2 separate regions of the Mus musculus genome follow, and region 1 is linked to region 2. The links are chromatin contacts, called in public Hi-C maps. All regions are on one chromosome and are shown on one strand. The core of a region is the stretch at or near the end of the contact, and the rest is flanking DNA. Distances in the headings are between cores, read along the strand shown. Region 1 overlaps Tnfrsf19 (tumor necrosis factor receptor superfamily, member 19). Region 2 overlaps Mipep (mitochondrial intermediate peptidase).

The links. A called contact is a pair of places that touch in the nucleus more often than the background predicts.
Region 1: a contact with region 2 is called in a Hi-C map of uterus, with 2.1 times the contacts expected there. The contact joins two enhancer-like sites. A contact is called at or near these places in 7 of 484 Hi-C or Micro-C datasets (cerebral cortex, embryonic fibroblasts, embryonic stem cells and 4 more), 4 of 115 datasets of contacts at active chromatin or transcription factors (astrocytes, embryonic stem cells and neural tube) and 3 of 9 other capture datasets (embryonic stem cells, embryonic tail and embryonic trunk).

Annotation. Positions count from the first base shown.
Region 1 is chr14:61,009,960-61,014,626 of GRCm38.p6, forward strand. All of the region lies in intron 3 of Tnfrsf19 (tumor necrosis factor receptor superfamily, member 19), which reads right to left. Among named protein-coding and RNA genes, the nearest start is that of Gm41167, 26 kb to the right of the region's middle. Within about 2 kb of position 2,667, at least 149 of the 459 cell types and tissues checked have an H3K27ac peak or open chromatin away from gene starts, as enhancers often do. A contact at or near this core is called in uterus, where this site is marked.
Region 2 is chr14:60,805,345-60,810,350 of GRCm38.p6, forward strand. Mipep (mitochondrial intermediate peptidase) reads left to right here. Exons shown (of 19, transcript NM_027436.3): 8 at 3,624-3,672. Among named protein-coding and RNA genes, the nearest start is that of Mipep, 23 kb to the left of the region's middle. Within about 2 kb of position 1,712, at least 29 of the 459 cell types and tissues checked have an H3K27ac peak or open chromatin away from gene starts, as enhancers often do. A contact at or near this core is called in uterus, where this site is marked.

The DNA of each region.
Region 1 (4,667 bases), core at 1,417-3,916, 210 kb after region 2:
CAGTTATCCTTGTAAAGGCTATAGGTCCCTCTTGGGAAGGCCAGAGAAAGGCTAACAGTAAAACTCTTGGGTATTTTATCAATGTCCTTCCTTGGGGATCCTGGCCATTCTTTCAATCAAAGAGTTCTGGATCTGCAAACTTGTCACGTCTGGAAACTGGTTATAGACTGAGATTCCCTTCTATCATGATACAATGTAACCTTTCATTTGTTTGAGGGTTTTTTCCCCCCACTTATACAGATCAAACAAAAATACAGTAGACTTCTCCTTTATTTCATGCCTGGAAACACCATGATTGACAAGCCAATACCAAAGGTCCTACAAGTTATACCACCATTACAGTCATTCTGCCCATTATGTGTCAGGCCAGTATGGACATTGCTTTGTCTGTGCTGGTCATTACAATAACTATGATCACCTCGCCTTTGACCATTCAGTACTGTCACCTGGCCCCTGCCAAGTCAGGATCCAGCTAAGCCTATTGTATTGAATTTATCCAACTGAGCAGCAGCATCTCTGACCCTAAAGTCTAGCACACACACACACACACACACACACACACACACACACACACACAAGGTTGATGACAAAACTCAAGCCAGCCCAAGGACAGACTGCCTGTGATAGAAGCTAGCCATACAGGATGGGCAGAATCATCCCAGAATTCACTAATTATCACCTTCCCCTTTAGGCTACCACTGTAGTCCAATTTCGCTTCTAACAGCCAATCAGCTTCCTGTCTCAGCTTCCTGCAGGGATTACGGTGTTAGCCACTACATCCTCAAGTGTACACACATCCTCACATGAAGCCTGCACATGCTTCAGAGATAGTTAGAGTGGGAAAAGATAGAAAGTCCATCAGGCTCTTCCCAGTGTGGGGATGGAGGCTAGGACCTCATATGTGTTAAGTAAATACTTATCACAGAGCTACGTCTCCAGCCCAGTGGTTAGTTTTATTTTCCGGCTGCATCTCACTAAGCACTCCAGACTGCCCTTGAACTCACAGTGCTTCCTCGTAGTCATCCATCAACGCTGGCTCTTTCTACCCCCTCTTCCAAGATGATCCCAGAGCCTTGAGAGACAGGGGAAGCTATCGATGTCCCACGTAAGGCTAATACTCCCTAGTCTCTTAATTATGTATGCTGACAAGTTATGGGTCTCTGCGTTAACTGCCATCTACTTCACAAAGAAACTTGGTGGGGTTTGGAAGGGGAACTGGCTTATGAGCATAGCCATAAGTTGCTAGGAGTTGTTTTACTACTATGTCCATTTAGCAGAATAATGGTAGCAAGTTCTTCTCTAGGGCCTATGACCTATCTAGCTTCAGATTCATGGCCCTGATAATGGTGCCAGGCATGGGTTCTGTCTCACGACACAGGCCTTAAGTTCAATAAGAAAGTGGTTACTTTATGGTATCTCACAGGATTTCTTACTTTTCTCCTCTGGTATTATGCAGAACACCTTCTGGCAACACGAAAGCTGGCTGAAGGTCTGAATTCTGCCAGTCAGTACCAGATTGATTTCCGCCACGTATTCCAAATGAAACCCACATCTGCAGATTCAAAGCTAACATCTGTATATGAAAGACAATATGAGAGGTTTGTTTTTCTGGATCTTGGTTACCTCACTCCAGATGACCGTTTTCTAGTTACCTCCATTTCCCTACTTTCATTTTTCTTAAAAGCAAAATAATATTTTATTGTTTAAATGTGCTACATTTTCAGTATTCATGCCTCAGTTGATAGACAGTTAGGCTGTCTCCAGTCTCTGGCTGTTAGGGATAGAAAGCGCCATCAGTAAGCTTGACTGAACAAGTGTCGATGATGAAGGACACCCTTTGGGTATGTGCGCCAAAGTAGTGTAGTGGGATCATACGGTGGGTCTATTTCTAGCTTTTTTGAGAAACTGCCACACTGATTTCCATAACCGCTACATGAGTTTGCATACCCATCAGCAGCGAATACGGGCGCTCTTCTCCCACCCACCAACAGTCAGCATTTGTTATTTTGTTGTTATTATTAAACCTCCCCATTCTAATTGGGGTAAGGCAAAGTCTCAAGTTGGTTTTGATTTATAGTTTTGGGGTGGCTATAGATCAACCACTCTCTTCATCTTGAGTACCTTGGCTACCTGATGTTCTGGATAAAGCCCAGACAGGGCAAAAAGGATGCAAAAAACCCCACCATAATCTGAGGAACTAGCTCACAAGTTAGAATTCCTTTAAAGTTGTTAACAGAGATTGTCTACTGGCCAGCAGCGGTCATCTCTGATGCTTTGAAATTTTTTTTTTATTTATTTATAATTCTACCATTTAAAGTTCAGTGCTTGCAAGACCATCTGTCCTCCTTGAAATCAGAACAATCATAAAGATAGGCATTCAGAAGGAAGTTCTTTGGACTGAGGGGTCTTTGCAGGAGGTCATTGTTCCAGGCTTTGCTGCTTTGTATGGGGCTTGTGGCTGCACTGTGGACAGACTCGTGTTTTTGCTGAGCACTTCTGCTGCTTAGAGCACCAGGAGGAGCTTGCAAAGGCTTTCCTTGAGCACAGAGGGGCCTCCCCCACAAGCACCTCCCGGGATCAAAGCGCTGCACACGTGACCTTCGGGGGCGGGTGCCACATTGTTCACATGAGAAGCTTCTCAAAGGCTCCAGCCCGAGCAGAGCGTTTCAAAGTCAGGCTTTGATCCTGGCAGCCAGGACTGTCAGGGACCCATGTACAAGTTAGGACACAACAAAAGAGGGAGGAGAAAGGAAGGGGAGAGAGGCGGAAAGAGGGGGAAGGAGAGGAGGGAGAACGAGTGTGTTAACTCAAAAGACATGAGGCGTTTCTTCTCAGGCCAGCATTGAAATAAGAAGCAAAATGAACACGATTTCCTACGTTGGCTCCAACACTGTGTGGGCTGGTGCGCCAACTCGGCCACTTGCTGGCTAAGTAATTCTGGGAACTCGGATCCTCCGTCTGCTTGCTGGTGAGATGGGAATAGTGATATCTGCCCTACGGGGTTGTTCTGAAGAATAAGTGGGAAAACATATAAAGCCTAAATCAAGCACAGTGGGCACCCATTAAACAAATTATACCGATGGCTATTATTACTTTGGATTTTCTACAGACCAATAAATCAACTCTCCTGATTAAACTTTAATAACATATTTGGGTGGTGGAGGCAGGAAGGTTGTGTGTTCAGGCCAGCTGACACAGTATAGTAAACTCCTGAGTGCAATTTCATCTTGTAAAGAACTTGCGTAGCTTATGCACAACCCTGGGCTCAAACCTCATGGGTGGGGAACGGGGGAGGACAATGAGGCTTCCCTGGAGAACACGCTCAGGTTATCGAATCCTAACTTTTTCTAGTTTACTTGAGATGTACCTCTTTCTATCTAAAGCATCTTATGGGGGGAATCATCATCCTAAAATGCATTACAAGTTTTCTACATCAAAAAAACAAAAAACAAAAACAGAAACAGAAACAAAACAAAAAAAAAAACAAAAACATCTCAACCACCATTCAGTGCAACTGGACTTCACTCTGCGGAGTCACCTGCTTGACTGTTTCACAGATGTGGCACCAGCGTCTACCCTGCAGCTGTACTGACTTCAAGGCTCAGGCAGACAGCCCACTGTCACTCCTGACTCCTGCAGAGACAATTCCCTCCACATTCCACCCCCTCCCACCACGAAGAACCAGATGCATGCTCCAAGGGGACAAAAAGACCAGCAAGACACCTCTAACCGTGGGAGATCTTTTACACAGTTTGTACCACATAAGTAGCATTGTGACCAATGTGTTCATGCCATATAGTTTCCTGTGTCATGTATACTCACGGTACTTTTATACAATGAGCATCTCTTAAAATGTGCATGTGCTCATGATGTATGTGTGTGCATGCATGTGTGTGTGCATGTATGTGCAAGTGTGTACGCGTGTGTACACATATGTGTATATTCCATTTTACACTAGGCCCAATCATACATAAAGGAGCAACCAGGTTGCAGAGCCTCATGCTTCACTCTCCTTACTGGATGCCAGCCTTCTGTGTTCAAATTCACAGATTCTGGGGACAGCAAGAGCCATTTTCACTGGGGTGGCTTTAAGGGAATGAAAACCTATCTCCATACCAATTGTGCCACACACCTTAAATCCCAGCACTTGGGAGGCAGAGGCCAGAGGATCTTTGTGAACTGGAGGCCAGCCTGGTCTACAGAGAGAGTTAGAGGGCAGCCAGGGCTACATAGAGAGTCCTGTCTCAAAAAAGGAAAGAAAGAAAGAAAGAAAGAAAGAAAGAAAGAAAGAAAGAAAGAAAGAAAGAAAGAGAGAGAGAAAGAAAGAGCCTATATTCAATATAACTTGTAAAATGACACCCATGAAATAGCTATCATATTGTGTTCTGGGAACTCTAACGATGTTTATTTAAAATATACTTTCTTCGAGACTTTTTATTTTTAGAAAACTCGTCTGATATTATTGTTAAATTCATTAAAACAAAACAAAACAAAACAAAACAGCTCTAGTTGGTTCATGACAAGCTAATTGGTGGTGTGAGCTCAGTTTGTAATTCCACACATGGAATTAGGTAGAAACTTTGAATTAACTGGAAATCCAGGGAACCTGTTTCCAAGGAATGAGATCAGTGTGTGCTGCTGCATCTCTGAGCGGCCACACATCCAAA
Region 2 (5,006 bases), core at 462-2,961:
GGGAGATGAGGGCTTTGCAGGGTCTGGGCAGAGAGGGACCCTGATCTGACTTGGACTGTGATGACAGTGGTCCTGGCAGGAACACTAGACTGCCACAGCACAAGGTGAGGAGGGAAGCTATTGTGTGGCACTCATGAGGAGAAACCATGGCATCTTGACCAGGATGCCAGTACAATTGGTCTGTGGGCACTGGCTTCCAGATGCATGGAAGTTTTGCACGTGTTTTGAAGGGAGGGCTTCACTCTGAGTAGCTAGAAAGATAGCAAGTCACTGCAGTGGGTACCAGGAGCCTGGTTTGCTTCAAGAGAAAATAAAGATGCTGTTGTCTTGAAAGAGATCACTGTAGACACATGGCCGTGGGCTGAGGGCTCTGAGATACAAATGTAAAGTTGAAATATTTACTCAAAGGCATGGGACTGCATGAGGTCACTAAGGGGTATGTGCAGGAGGAACAGAAGGAACTGGCTCGGGGCAGCTTTGAGGTCAGGCTGCAAGGAAGAACCAGGAGTGCTCTGAGGAGTGGTAGAACAGTGGCTAAGAAAAGGAAGTGGAGTTTGTTCTTCTAAGGAGAGCAGAGGGACACCCTGACTTGAATCCAGTGGCAGGGCAGTGAGGAGAGGACTGGGGACTGGCCGTTGGCCCTGCTGGGCTTATTAGAGTTCATGGGACTCACAGCAGCTAAAATCAGAACCTATCTGTGGCAAGCAGGTGCCTGCCTGCCAAGTGGTTGGTATGGTGACATTTTGGGAGAAACTGCTGTACACAGTCACAGGAGATGTGACCTGTGTCCTTGAGGATTAAAGTTTACAGCCAAATGATTAGTAGAGACAACAGTATTAATTTAGCAGGTGGCTGTTTGTCAACTGATTAGATGGCTTGTGAGTTTCAGGACAGTGATGACATTGAAGAAATGGTGGGCTTTCACAGAGCAGGGCAGGAGAGGGACTGCGCTTACAGTGGCCATCCAATTGGTGGTGAGTCAGAGACAGCCACGTAGTGAGCGGGCATCGGGTTTATTTTTAGGGAGTCTCACATTCAATGGTGTATATTTGTGAACACACACACACACACACACACATACACACACACACACATGTATGTGGAGGCCTGAGGTAGATGCTTGGTGTTTTCCTCAGTTGTTCTCCACTTTATTTTTTGAGACGTGGTCTTTTCCTTGAACCTAGACCCAGTTGGGCTGGACTGTCGGGCCTGCAATCCCCAAGGAACCTCATGCCTTCAATTCCCAGTGCTGGGGTTGTAGGCGAGTGCTGCTGCATCTCTCTCTCTCTCTCTCTCTCTCTCTCTCTCTCTCTCTCTCTCTCTTTCTCTCTCTCTCTCTCTCTGTGTGTGTGTGTGTGTGTGTGTGTGTGTGTGTGTGTTTCCTGTGTGATGTGGAGGCTGGGACTCAGGTCCTCATACCCACATGGCAAGCACTTTACTAACTATGTCATCTCCTCCATCAGTCTTTTTAATATACTGTTTCCAGACTCTTCACATATCACCAGGAAAAAATATGGGTGACTGAGTAAAACATGACGGTGTGGAAATCAAACGCATATGGGGAAGTTTATTTGGAACTGTTGTCTGTGGTAGCTGAGATGTGGGAGAGCTTTGAGCTTCGGATGCAGGCTCTTGTCTCCTTTTCAGAGTCTGACGCGGTTAACTTGGCACCCGGGAGAGTGAGTGTGAGACCGTGAAGATGACAGGGCAGGGAGCTGGTTGCGGTGTAGGTCAGCCCCACTCTCTGTGTAGCCTCTCGTTTGAGTCAGAAAGGAGATAGCTTAAAGAGAGGGCAGGAAATTAAACCCGTAGAGAGGATCATCTGGAAAATATAAAGGCTGTGTTTGTGGCTGACTGGAACACACATAAAAGCATTGCTCGGGCTCTGAGGGCAGAAGGCAGCATGGGTTACTTCCATGGGAACCGAGGGGCTCTGCTGTTTGACCTCATGGGTCCCCACTGCTGCTGACTGTGGTGGAAGAACTGCAATGAGCACTGGAGGCCGATCGGAAGACCTTGTTTAGTTATGCTTGATGTAGATCCTGGGTAGGTTATTTACAGCTGTCTGTAAATGAAGAGCAGTGACCCAGGGAAACTTGGCTTTTTGGAGAACCATTTTTCTAAACCTTGCTGATATCATTTATGTCTTTATCGGTGTATATTATTTAAGGTGATAGTTTCAGAGGCTTGTTTTGTTTAAATGTCATGAACTTTGACCCTCTTCATTTCCTGTTACCCTCTCCTGTGCCCCTCCCCCTTACTGTGAGCTCCCTAACTCTTTTCAGATAATCCTCCTTTCTGTGTTCATGTATGTCTACAGTTACTTTGCTTAATAACACGATTTGAGGACATTCTTGGGGCTGGGGGTACCTAGGAGAAGTCAGAGTGGGGAGTGGAGTTGGCTCTGATCAAAATACATTGTTTATATGTGTTAAATTCTCAAAGAAGAAGTTAAAATTTTAAATGACTTATCTCCAGTTCCATCCAGTTTCCTGAAGATGACATAAGTTAATTCTTTATGCCTGAGTTTTCTCTGTCTGTCTGTCTGTCTGTCTGTATTTCTTTCTCTCTTATTTCTTTATTATTTCATCTATTGATTGGCATCTAGACGGTTCCTGTAATTTGGCTATAATTGCTGTGGAACGCTCACTGACTATGCTGGATAGCACACAAGACAGGTGTGCTGGGCCTACTGGTGGTTCTCTTAGGTTTTGAGGTCCCTCCACTGCTGATGTCTAGAGTCACACCAGTTTACAGCACCAGCAGTGGTAAGGACTCCTCCCTGCCCATTCAGATAGTATGCAAAAGAGTGTTTATTCTGTAGAAGCAACCAGCATACGGAGGTCAACCATTCTTTGAAATGGCGACTCCAGATAAAGGCACATAGGCCTTCTTAGAGGGAACTGGGGAAACTCTCTAGAAGGATTTCATTAGTGAGTGCTCGGGGGGCAGGGGGGGTCACAGGTACTCAGTGGAGTGGACTACATTCCTGTGTCATGGATGTTAAATCATGTGTGGTCGGTGGTCTGTATTTCTATGTCACAAATGTTCAACCATGTGATAACATAGGGCTGCCCAGCACAGATGGCCCATTCTGAGATAAGCTATTTCCCCATCTCTGTGGTTATCCCCAGGCTGTTCTTCGGGAAGGGGTTTTCTGCTTGTTCTGGATTTTATGGTCTCTTCCTAGAGCTGTTCTTATGATCTAGTTTCTGGGACTTACGGTCTATTCCTGAAGCTAGTGCCTTATGGTCTCTTTTTAAATCAGGCCTGGTCCTCAAAATGGAGACAAATGGGGTCCTTGAGTGGGGGCAAATGGGCTTTGTGATATCCTTTCAGGTTGTTTTCCTTTTGCCTTCCGTCCATGCTCTTAACATTGATTGTAGTCTAAGGCTTTAGACTAGTATAGTACTCTGTAAATTTAATTTGTTTTTCCCAGGAGATAATCAGTGTCTAGAAATAAATGGTCATTTTCCAGTCATATAGAGATAACTCTGCCTACCTTGAAAATGATCACTTTAGGGGAGAGTACATGTGTGAAAACCCTCACATTGCAGTTTTAACATATATGTCCATGTTATTTCACGTAATTGAAGGCGTTTTCTTTTGGATTTCATCTCTAGAGACTGTCATGCAGTTCCTTGAGAAGCTATCTGAAAAGCTCTCTGAAAGGTTAGTCTGAATTCTATTTAATATTTCAGTTGTACAACCAGCTTATGTGTGCAGTGTATGTTTTTATGTTCGTGTCTATGTTTGCATGTATTCCCATCTGACCATGTGTGCAGGTGGACGCTTGCGTCAGTGGGGAGCGCCCTCTATCAGTCTCTACCCTATACATTGAGACACTTGAACCCAGGGCTTGTCAATTCAGGTAGTCCAGCTAGCCAGCTGGCTCCAGGGATCCCTTATCGCCTCTTCTTAAATGCCTGTCTGGCATGTCATGCACCTAGGGTCCTCTCTACATGTGTGCACCATCTAAGATGTCTCCTCAATTTCTACAGTTAAAATTTTTTAAAAAGAGGTTTGTTTTACCAATTAAGACTTAATTTACTGAGAATGTCAGTTTAAATGTGAGTCAGAGCTGTTGGCAAGAGATGCTTCCCCAAGAAGATGTTGAGGGCAGCAGTCCCCCTGAGGTGCTCATCTTGGAACTTAGCCAGTTCTCTTCAGCAACCCACTTTCTTCAGCAACACCTTTCCAAAATGCTCTTTTGTTTGTTTGTTTTTGTTTTTGTTTTTGTTTTTGAGACAGGCTTTTTCTGCAGTTCTGGCTATCTGCAGCTCGATCTATAGACCAGGCTGACCTTGAACTCACAGAGATCCCCTGCCTCTGCCTCCTGAGTGCTGGGATTAAAGGTGTGCACCACCACCTTCCCTGCCCAACATGTTGTTGAGACCATTTATTTTGAGACCATGTCACTAATGATACCAAACTCACAATACAGCATGTCTCTTGGGGGTAAATACAGAGAACTTGGATGCAGTGGATTTCTGGATTTGGAATTCTTGTAAGGATTCTCTGCCTTGGTGTTTATAATAGCACACTGCATTCCGCTTCCTACCCCCATACCTGGTGGTGGTCTCCTCGGTACCTTGCTGCTGTCTCTGCCCTTCCCTCCGGTTTTTGCCTTCAGTGATCTCTCTCCCAGCACTCAGAGGAGGCGTGGCCACCTTGCCCTTTTATAGCCTGGGTTCCGGCAAGAGGTGCGCTATGGTTTAGAAGAGGTGCGCTATGGTGCGCTATGGTTTGGAGAAGGTGTGCTGTGGTTTGGACATTCAGGCCTGTGGTCTCTTGTCTGCCTCACAAAGCTGACTTATTTTTTAGCCATAGGAGCATGTTGGGTCAGATTTCTGTTTTGAAATTTTTTAAAGGTTTATTGTATGTGTTGACTTGTTTGTCTGCATATGTGTATATGAAGTGTGTGCATGCCTGGTGTCTGTGAAGGTTTGAAGTGGGCATCAGATTTCCTGGGACTGGAGTTACAGAAAGTTGTGAGCAACTATTTG